3 separate regions of the Mus musculus genome follow, and all the other regions are linked to region 3. Evidence: chromatin contacts called from public HiChIP or PLAC-seq and promoter capture Hi-C data. All regions are on one chromosome and are shown on one strand. Each heading gives the region's core, a stretch centred on a gene start, on an enhancer-like site or on the middle of the called end of the contact. The rest is flanking DNA. Distances are from core to core; before and after follow the strand shown.

Region 1 (3,153 bases), core at 398-2,897, 200 kb before region 3:
AAGCTGAGAACACAGAGGCTGGGAGGGGCCTCCCCCACCACACACGTGGTATATACACAAGTCTCCAGGAACAGTCTCCCTCTGTGAGGTAGGTGGGTCCCCTCTCCTCCCCAGACCAGCCTTGATTTTCATGCACAAGCAACGCTTGTACTGCCCAGGAATACAAAGGGAAGTCTTAGGCTGGTGATAGAGATAGAAATTGAGAGCATAGACCTCATTTAACCGGGAGCTACTGTTTGTTTGTTTTGTTTTGTTGTTTTTTCGAGACAGGGTTTCTCTGTGTAGCCCGGGCTGTCCTGGAGCTCACTTTGTAGACCAGGCTGGCCTCGAACTCAGAAATCCCCCTGCCTCTGCCTCCCGAGTGCTGGGATTAAAGGCGTGTGCCACCACGCCCGGAGGGAGCTACTGTTTGAAATTGCATTTAGACGTCATTTGTCACAGAAGTAAAACGCGGCTCAAGAAACTGAGAGTCTCATTCAAATTCTACAAACCAGGAAGCTGTTAGAAACCTAGTGTGGTCAGGCCTCATGCCCCCCCTGTCCCAGAGCTGGAAGTACAAATGTCCCACCTGACTTAAGACACCTGAGTGGAACCTGATGGCTACAAACAACCCACTTAGCTTCCTACTCTCTCACCTGAAACCCAGCACATGGAATTCAATATGGAATATACCAGACTTTTCTTTATAGCAAAGGTCTCCCCTCCTCCCTCTCTTTCTCTCTTTCCCATCTCTCTCTCTCCATACACACACATACACACACACACACATACACACACACACACACACACACTCAGGTCAGAAAGCCTCTTCATTGCTGGTTTATAAATGTGCTTATATGATCCATACATAAGCAATGGTTTCTACAACCTAGACTCACACACAAACACCAAGAGTAGCCAACCCTCCCAGATCCTGTTCTAGGGGCCTCTTGGCCAGGAGCTGGCTGTACACGTGGTCACTCTGCACTCTAGCTAAGAAGAGGCGAAATTCATTTGACTAGGCTTGGCCAGCACCTAAGAAGGGCTGGCCTAGGACGCTGGCCTGGCAAAGCACCATGTCTCCTTGCTTCCATAGTTCCAGTAGGGAAAGTCTTAGCCTAGTGAAGAGCTTTCTGCCCTCACTGAGGGTCCCTTCCTAGAGCCCAGCCCCAAAGCCAGGGAGAAAGGGAAACAGGGCTAGAAGAGACTTTCCCCGAAAGAGAGCCCCTGTGGCCTCTCTCCACAAGAGTCCACAGGGGAACAGCAACCATCATGAAAGGCTAAGCATTTTCACAAAGGGTGAAACACGTATTTCTTTACAGGGCACGGAGGAAATCTGCGGCTCCTGGGACTCTGAGGTCTGAGATCTTCTCAGATTTAACCTGGTAGCCTTGCGCCCCACACCCTTCCCCAGCCACAGGCCGCCCACACCCCCTCCCCCAGTCACTGGCTGCTCTCAGTCTTTGGGCTGCATTTCCCTGCGGGGCTTATTTTTAAACACTATTCATGGGAGTATCCTACCGTGCACAGTGTGGGCCAGAGGCAGCTGCAAGCTTCCCTCTCTGCACCAATTAAAGCCGAATTTGATGCTCCTTAGCATATGAATCAAGGCGCCAGGCAGTATATTTATTGCTTACTCAAGCCCTTCTCAGCTCTGCTCAGTCTCCACCCCCAGCCCTGAACCCTGGGTTGGCCCGTGGCACCTGCAGCTTCCTTGTGCCACGCCCCTCTGTCCAGAATGCCTAGGTCGCAGAGACTATATATAAATAGCCTTCTGTGGGCCAAATCAGGTTTTGTGAATGCTCCCGGGGCACCGGGGATCTATACCAGTTGTAAGAAAGATATTTTTGATAAAATATCAAGATGAATGGGAAATGCAGGGATTCAGCTGACTGGCTGGCAGCACCCTCGAATTTGGATTCTAAACTAAGAAACCATTGAAGGGATTTTGTGATTTATGCGGGTCAGGAGACATGAGGAATTCTCCTAATGAATGCATTGCTCCTGTGTTTCCCATTTCCTGATTAAAAAGAAAAAAATTCTCAAGGCTGACACTGCCTATCGTGATTTTAGGAGGTTAAGGAAGATCGTTTGTCTGTGAATATGGATGCTGCGGGCATCTGGGAGGAAGTGGCTGGGCGTGCTCTAAAATGCAGTGACAGTATTCTCCGAGCATGCATGGCATCGCAGGCTGGCGGCAAGCCCAGACCTTTGATATTGATCAATCCACAGGAATTACTCAGTGGAGACAGAGGATGCTACATGATAATTCTGCGATCCACAAACCCCTTGGCACAGGCTTTGCCTTTCTGTAAGAGGCTCAGAAAATGAAGGAGGCCAGAGGCTGTGCTGTCTGGAGTCTGTAGGGCTTTTGGACATTCTTTGTGTGTTTGCATGGTGTGTGTGTGTGTGTGTGTGTGTGTGTGTGTGTGTGTGTGTGTGTGTGTGTGTTGTTGTTGGTCATACACATGAATGTGTGGTTGCATGCTCCCACAGAGGACAGAGAAAGACATAAGGTCTCTCTCTGTCATTCTCTGCTTTAGTCCCTTGGAATTGAACTGGAAGCTCACCACTTCTGTGAGGTGGACTGTGTTAGTGTTTTGTCTAGGCTCCACCCCACAGTTACCAAAGCTGGGGTTACAGGCACAGATAGCTTTGGTCATCTTTCTGTTTGAGTGTCACACAGCAAGCACTCTTCCCTCTGGAGCCATCTCCCCAGGCCTGTTGGACATTCTTGTATTTTTCGGAAACCAGGAGGACCTGTTAGACACCCTGAACAGAATCTAAACTGAGCCCTTGGTTTGTCCACGAGCTTTGATTTTTTTTTTTTTTTCCTGCTCATGGCTTATCTGGCATCTCACCCAGCTCTGAGTCTTTTGTTCCCAGACTCTCTAGAGGTACCCAGAGTTACTGGGTAAACAATACAAGACCCTAATGGCACTAAACACCTTCCCTGTGTTAGGAGTCGGAAAAGATGCCTTATGAACCTAAGGACCTCCAGGTAAAACAGGCAGATGAAGCAGGGGACCCTCTCTGCTCTCCAGACCCTTCACTAGTGAGAGGAAGGTAAGGACAGATGGACAAGCTGGCCACCTCTCCCCCACACTGCTCTGACTGATGCATGGCCCTGACATGCTTGAACAAGCATAGCCAGCACTAATGAATGTCCACCAA
Region 2 (3,128 bases), core at 257-2,756, 130 kb before region 3:
CACACTGTCTACAGTGACCCTAAAGCCCTGGGATCCCCTGCGTGCTGTCTGCTCTTTGGGTACCATCCCCACAATCCCCACTTTTTTGTGTCTTCTGAATTATCAGCTCCCATTCTGTGTCTCCCTACTGTGTTCTCATGGGCACCCTGCCCGCCCACCTGTCCCAGTGTCTTCTCCCTTCTCCATCCCTGTCTGCCCACCTGTCCCAGTATCTTCTCCCTTCTCCATCCCTGTCTGCCCACCTGTCCCAGTATCTTCTCCCTTCTCCATCCCTGTCTGCCCACCTGTCCCAGTGTCTTCTCCCTTCTCCATCCCTGCCCGCCCACCTGTCCCAGTGTCTTCTCCCTTCTCCATCCCTGTCTGCCCCAGATGATGCCTCAGTGGCTCCTGCTGTGCTTAAGGATGTGGAAGGCTAGTAACTACTGTCCTCGGCAGACGGTCTGCTTCTGTCTGTCCCTGAGGACTTCTGTGTGTCTGGCCCACCCTTTCTTCTTGGGCCTCCCCCAAGCCTCCTCTGCCTTTTTTTCTACCTCTAGGCTGCGGTTCCAGCTTCCTCAGCTCAAAGCAAGCCTTGCTTCTGGAGGAAGGTCCCTGGGAACAGGAAGCTGGTGCTGTGCCTCCCCTCACCCACCCCTCCCTCACCAGTGCCTTGGTTCCATTTCATAAACTGTCAGGCCCTTTACTCATGGGGCTACGATGAGCCCAGAACAGGACTCCAGCCAGCTGTCTTCACTTAGAAACCCAAGGCTCTTTAGAAACTTAAATGACCTAATTCAAAGGCGGCCAACCTCCCCTTTCGTCCAGCTCCCGAACCGGCTATATCTGCCCAGGATATGCAGGAAGTATTTAAAATAATGGGGTAGCACGTGCGGAACAAGACCTTGGATTCATCCCTCAGCACCCTAGAAAATAAGGTGTCCCCTGCCCGCTGTCTGCCCCACCCTGTCCTCTAAGTCCTGCAGACTCTGCCTTGACCTTACAGAACCAGTTGACAATCCACTGTGCAAAGGCATGCTCAACTACTGGCCAAGCTGCCAACTTGGTCACTGATCAAGTCAGAGTGCTCAAAAGCCAGGGTAGGGAGTAAAAGGTGCACAAGGGCCTTTCAGGTCTCATCTGTTTCCTATAAAAACGGAAAGGACGGAAAGTGTCGGGAGAGCTCAAGTAAAAGTCCTCTAATGCTTTAGAAGAACCAAGTGGCTGGAGACTTGACACAACTTCTCAGCGCTTGCTTACCTACAATGCGTTTCCCAGGGGACTCGATGAATCACCTGCTTTTCCTGAACCGGGCTTACTCCCTCTTGGTCTATCCCTCCTATGTCAGAGACAGAAAAGAACCTGTGCTAGGAGTCTCCATACTCCCACCTCTGGAGGAGAGTATGCAAAGCAGGAAGCTGTGTTCTGAAAATGAAGTCTATCTACAGCAGCTGCTGAGGTGAGGCCGCCATGCCACGGCCCAAGCTGTGGAATGAAATGAATGCTGGCAGCTTCAAGCCAGCAGATGAGCTCACCACCTTTATCTCGGAAGCGAGTTTCACTCTTGGGTTTTTCTCGGCACCTCTGAAGCCCGCCTTACTCAGCACTATTCCACTTTATCACAAGCGTCCTGGTGCATCTGCACTTCTTTGTCTTACTTGTATAGTTCTTTTGTCCTGGTAATGAACCCCAAACAGACCTCAGTCCCCCACTTCCTCAGGGACACCCCAAGTCCTCAGCCTTCTTGTTCAGGAACCTGTATTTCTACCCTCAGAACTCACCAGAGGCTTCACCTAGGTAGATAATTCCTGTTAAAGTGTACTTTATTAGAAATAAGAACCAGAAATTTCCCATGATATCGATCCACTCAAAAACAGCAATAGGGAACCTATCACATATTAACATATATGATATATTTTTTAAAAATAAAAAGCAGTCACATTTTCTAACAAAAAAGATTGGTGCACACAGTACAAAAGGTACACTTTTGCAAATATGTTTAAGGTGTGGCTTTTGTGTGTTCCAAGTCAGCCTCAGGTCTGCTTCTGTGTTCAGCCCACTGTGATAGGTTGCTGTGGTCAGACACAGAAAACAGAGTGGCTTTTGTAGCCTTTTCTGAATAATTGTGGACCTTCTTCTTTGAAACTATTCTGCAGCCGGACAAAAGATAATTTCTTAAAGGCTAGTTGCACCTTAGAATCAGAAATTAGAGTTTGTCACTCTCCACATTAGAATCTGCAAGCCGAGCTTGCAGTCCGCTGGGCTCACCCTTGGACGTTTGGATTCCCTGAATCCTGCAGATAGATCTTCTGTATGGGGCACGTTTCTCCTGATATTGAAAAGTCTCCTTTAGTAATGCTGCCATTGATCTCATCAAAATGCTGAGGAAGTGACAAGCAGCTCATGTTTCTCCAAAATTCCAAAATACGCACAAAATCTTGAATGTCTTTAGCAAGCCGTAGTGCCAGGTTTTGGGTTTTTATGTTTGTTTGTTTGTTTTTGCTTTTTGTTGTTGTTGTGTTTTGGTTTTTTAGGAGACAGTTTCTTTTTTAGAATATGTGCTCATCCAAGTACCAAAACCTGGATGACCATAGTTTATCTGCTGCTTGGTGATGGTCCAGGGAGAAAGTAGTCAGAATGTCCTTAAAATAAAACCTACCAAGTTTCATGGCTGGACGAAAAGAGCCTTGTTCACAATTTCTGTTTCATGCCACAGAAAAGCAAAGAGGATGTGTAGTCCAGAGCAAAGACCTGCTGGGCTTAGCAGCTGGCACTGCTTCCCATCCTAAGTGCCCACTTGGGGTGCTTCCTGGTGAAGACTGGAGCAGCCTGGCGATGGTAGAACGGCTACTGCACAGAGCAGGCAGGGAATGAACACTCTCACCTTTATGATGGATTATGTTCTATTCAGCCCGGTAGTCATGGGTAAATAGTGTTAATGCTGAAACTGGTTTGATCCTGAAGACCTCAGAAAGGACCTTAGGGATCCCCTCCGGGTCCTTGGACCACACTGTGGAACCACTGGATGGTGCGCTATAGTCCTGGTGGTGATCTGTGCTCGGCAGTGTGGCACCGTCTCTTTGTCACATCTCTACTGAACATACCACATTCAACTAAACTTGAAGGCCATCCACACCCATCTCAGCGTGCTT
Region 3 (3,207 bases), core at 7-2,506:
ATGGACTTAACCGCCTCAAACCATGAGACACGAACAAAAACTATCTTTTAAGTTGCTTTTATCATTTTTTGTTTGTTTTTATTGTTGTTGTTTTGAGTTTTTGGCTTTTCTTTTTATAGCAGGAGAAAAGTAGCTAATTCACAGGGTTTCTGCACTCATTTTGCAATGAAAGATCCTAGTAGCAGAGGTGGCAGAGGTAATCAGTAGCAGAAATGTACCAGACCCTTGTGAGGGAATGTGTTATCTCCTGCCTTGATGAGTGGCAGGTAGTTCCTTGGTCATGGTCAGTGGTGGTAGATACTTGCTGCATGGCAGTGCTCAGATGGGATGAATTGAGGGGAGAAACAGAGAATCTGGTTCTGACTTGAGCCGCTGGGTCCTGAAGGCAAAACTGTCAGAAAAAGAACAGGCAGAAGTTGGTGGAGGTTAATTGTAAGTTCAGGATTGAATATGTCACACTTGAAATTTTGGGATCCTGGTAAGATAAACTAATGTGTTTTCTAGCAGGGGATTGGAAAATGGAGCTCAAAAAGTTAGAGCCAGAGATAAAATTTAGGAATTGGTAATTGGGCACTCTGAATGAAATAACTAAAAATACTTTGTAAACTGGACAGTGTGCCATTTTTAATATATGAATAATAGTATCCCTAACATCTGTTTTCTGGACGACACAGGTAAATAGCGTTTCACTGTGCCTATTCCACTCTGTATGTGTCATGTTTATAGTATAGGAAGGAAGGCTCAGCCAAAGAAAGCACAGGTCGCCTTGGGTGGACAGCTGCTGGACAGCACAGCACAGGTGAGAAGTGTTTAGGTCTATATAGATAATAGTGATGACCTCTGGTACATGTTGGGATGGTCAGCCCTGTCTCCTGCTTAGCTACTTGTAGGCTGCCCTCGGCCTGAGGGCTCTGCAGGCCTATGGGCTTGTCTGTCTCTGTGCCTTTAAGACTTAGTGATGATTGTGTTCCCTCATGATTGAGTAAGAAGCCATCAAAAACACTGGCAGTAGCTGCTTATTCCATGTAGCTCTTACTTCCACCCAGCCCACTGTATTTTCCTGTCACCCCAAACCTTTCTGTTGTTTGCTGCAAATTTGAGTGTCTAACTCAGGCCTCTTCCCTTTTTTAATTGCTGCATGTCTCTGTTGCTGTAACCCAGAACCGTGTTTTGATATTAAGTTCTTCTCCTTGCCCTCCACATGGTGGTTAAACATTATGAAATCCAGATGATTTGGAAGCGATGTGGGTTTGCAGTTTACTTTTGGAGACATTGCTTTTGGAGAGTTCAGCATGCTACTTCTTACTCGTCTGTGGGATAGCACCGTGCCGACGCTTCCTGTTTAATTTGGATTTTTAAAATACAAACAATTCCCGTTCATTTTTATAACCCTTTAAAGTTTAGTAAAGGACGAAGGGAATGAAAATCTGAGTGGCTGGGTTGCATAAGAACCTGAGTGTTGCGTTGGTTCCAGTTCCTGTTGATAAATGCCATACAGTGTCACAGCACCCAGTCGGCATTGTGGCCAGCCAGTCCCGAAAAGCCAGCTGTGCTGCTTGCTGTGGGAACTGAGAGAAGTAGACAACTAGTCTCCAGCTCGAGGCTGTTGTCCTGGAGATAACATGTGGTTCTCTGTTGTCGGAAGGGCAGAATCAGTGGTGAGTTTCTTCAGGGTGTTGTCCTGAATGTTCTTGTGCAAACTGATCCTTAAAGAATGCTTCCTCCTGCACTCTGGCTTGTTCAAACCTGTTAATAATTAACTTGCTCATCTAGAGTGAGGCTTGTAACGTAGCTTGTAATTACATACCCAGATTGTTGTTGTTCTCTGTTTATGTTGCAAATATTTAAGGTTCATAAAAATGTGAAGTTCTTATGATATTTTTTTATTCAGGAAAAAAAAAACCCATAAGATTTAGCCCTACTAGTTATAATATGGTAGAAATGGCTTTAAATGGTAACTGCCGTTGTATAATTTGCAAAAGCAGACATAGTCAGGTGCTCATAACTTTCGGCTACATTTGATAGCTTCAGAGTAGACTTTCTCCACAGCTTTTTGATGTGCTGTTCTTTTTTAAAACATGAAAATATCAACTTATAGTTTAAATATATTAAAATATTTACTACTGTGTTTATTTTTACTACTATATATTACAGCATATTTTTACTATATATTGCAATATTTTTTTAAGAAACAATTGGCTAATTACTGCTTTTTACTACTATATATTACAGCATATTTTTACTATATATTGCAATATTTTTTTAAGAAACAATTGGCTAATTACTGCCTTAATGATGTTACAGTTAGTTCTTTTAAACTAAATACCCGAGTTTTAAGTTTTTAAATCTTAGATTAAATCATAAGGTTCCTGTACTGGCTGGTTCTGTGTCAACTTGACACAGCTGGAGTTATCACAGAGAAAGGAGCTTTTGATGCAGGTTAGCTGGAGCTAAGCAATTAGCGGTGATTAAGAAGAGACCAGCATCGTTGAGGTGACATCTTCTGAGAAGTGTTTTCTGAAAGCACAAAGAGGCTGTGTTCCAAAGATAGTCAAGGTTGTACTCCTGCTGCAGCGGGACTTGTTAATGTGTAAGGGTCACCCAGGTGGTACTGGTTTTGGAGATGCCAGTACCATGAGATGACCACCAAGAGCAGCAGCAGCAGTGGAGTACAGGCATCTGGAGCCTAGAGGACAACGCGTGTGCTACAAAGGGCCTGGCTGGAGAAGTGACCTAAGCCCTTGGAGGAGCCCAGAAGATCATGAGTTGGATCCCAGACATTGGACGGTTGGAGATTGATTTTTGCTTTTGATTGTGACTGTGCCCTGATATTTTCCCTCTTGAAGGAAGAAATTATTTTAGTGAAGCCCACAGATAAGAGATTTTTAATTCTAAAAAGACTTTGGATTTTAAAAGAGATGGGTATTTTAAAGAGATTGAAATTTTAAGAATATGTAAAGACTGTGGGACTTTTAAAGTTATTTAGATCTTGGGGATGAATAAGAATGTAAGGGTTGAGGCTTACTAGTGATGTGTTTGTGTGTCAAGTTGACAAGGGGTCAATTGTACTGGCTAGTTTTGTGTCAACTTGACACAGCTGGAGTTATCACAGAGAAAGGAGCTTCAGTTGAGGAAATACCTCCATGAGATCCAGCTGTAAGGCATTTTCTCAATTAGTGATCAAGAGAGGAAGTCCCCTTGTGGGTG

Evidence for each region. HiChIP or PLAC-seq counts read pairs in DNA pulled down with a chosen protein or histone mark. Capture Hi-C pulls out chosen DNA fragments and counts their contacts.
Region 1: a contact with region 3 is called in a FOXA1 HiChIP or PLAC-seq map of pancreatic cancer cells. The contact joins two enhancer-like sites. A contact is called at or near these places in 2 of 115 datasets of contacts at active chromatin or transcription factors (embryonic stem cells and pancreatic cancer cells) and 2 of 9 other capture datasets (adipose tissue and liver).
Region 2: a promoter capture Hi-C map of adipose tissue shows a contact between it and region 3. The contact joins two enhancer-like sites. A contact is called at or near these places in 1 of 115 datasets of contacts at active chromatin or transcription factors (embryonic stem cells) and 3 of 9 other capture datasets (adipose tissue, liver and pancreatic islet).

What each region holds. Positions count from the first base shown.
Region 1 is chr17:13,667,259-13,670,411 of GRCm38.p6, forward strand. No RefSeq gene overlaps it. Among named protein-coding and RNA genes, the nearest start is that of Gm24867, 6.5 kb to the right of the region's middle. Within about 2 kb of position 1,648, at least 169 of the 459 cell types and tissues checked have an H3K27ac peak or open chromatin away from gene starts, as enhancers often do. A contact at or near this core is called in pancreatic cancer cells, where this site is marked.
Region 2 is chr17:13,731,400-13,734,527 of GRCm38.p6, forward strand. All of the region lies in intron 1 of Tcte2 (t-complex-associated testis expressed 2), which reads right to left. Among named protein-coding and RNA genes, the nearest start is that of Afdn, 28 kb to the right of the region's middle. Within about 2 kb of position 1,507, at least 51 of the 459 cell types and tissues checked have an H3K27ac peak or open chromatin away from gene starts, as enhancers often do. A contact at or near this core is called in adipose tissue, where this site is marked.
Region 3 is chr17:13,866,060-13,869,266 of GRCm38.p6, forward strand. All of the region lies in intron 22 of Afdn (afadin, adherens junction formation factor), which reads left to right. Among named protein-coding and RNA genes, the nearest start is that of Gm7168, 81 kb to the right of the region's middle. Within about 2 kb of position 1,257, at least 134 of the 459 cell types and tissues checked have an H3K27ac peak or open chromatin away from gene starts, as enhancers often do. A contact at or near this core is called in adipose tissue and pancreatic cancer cells, where this site is marked.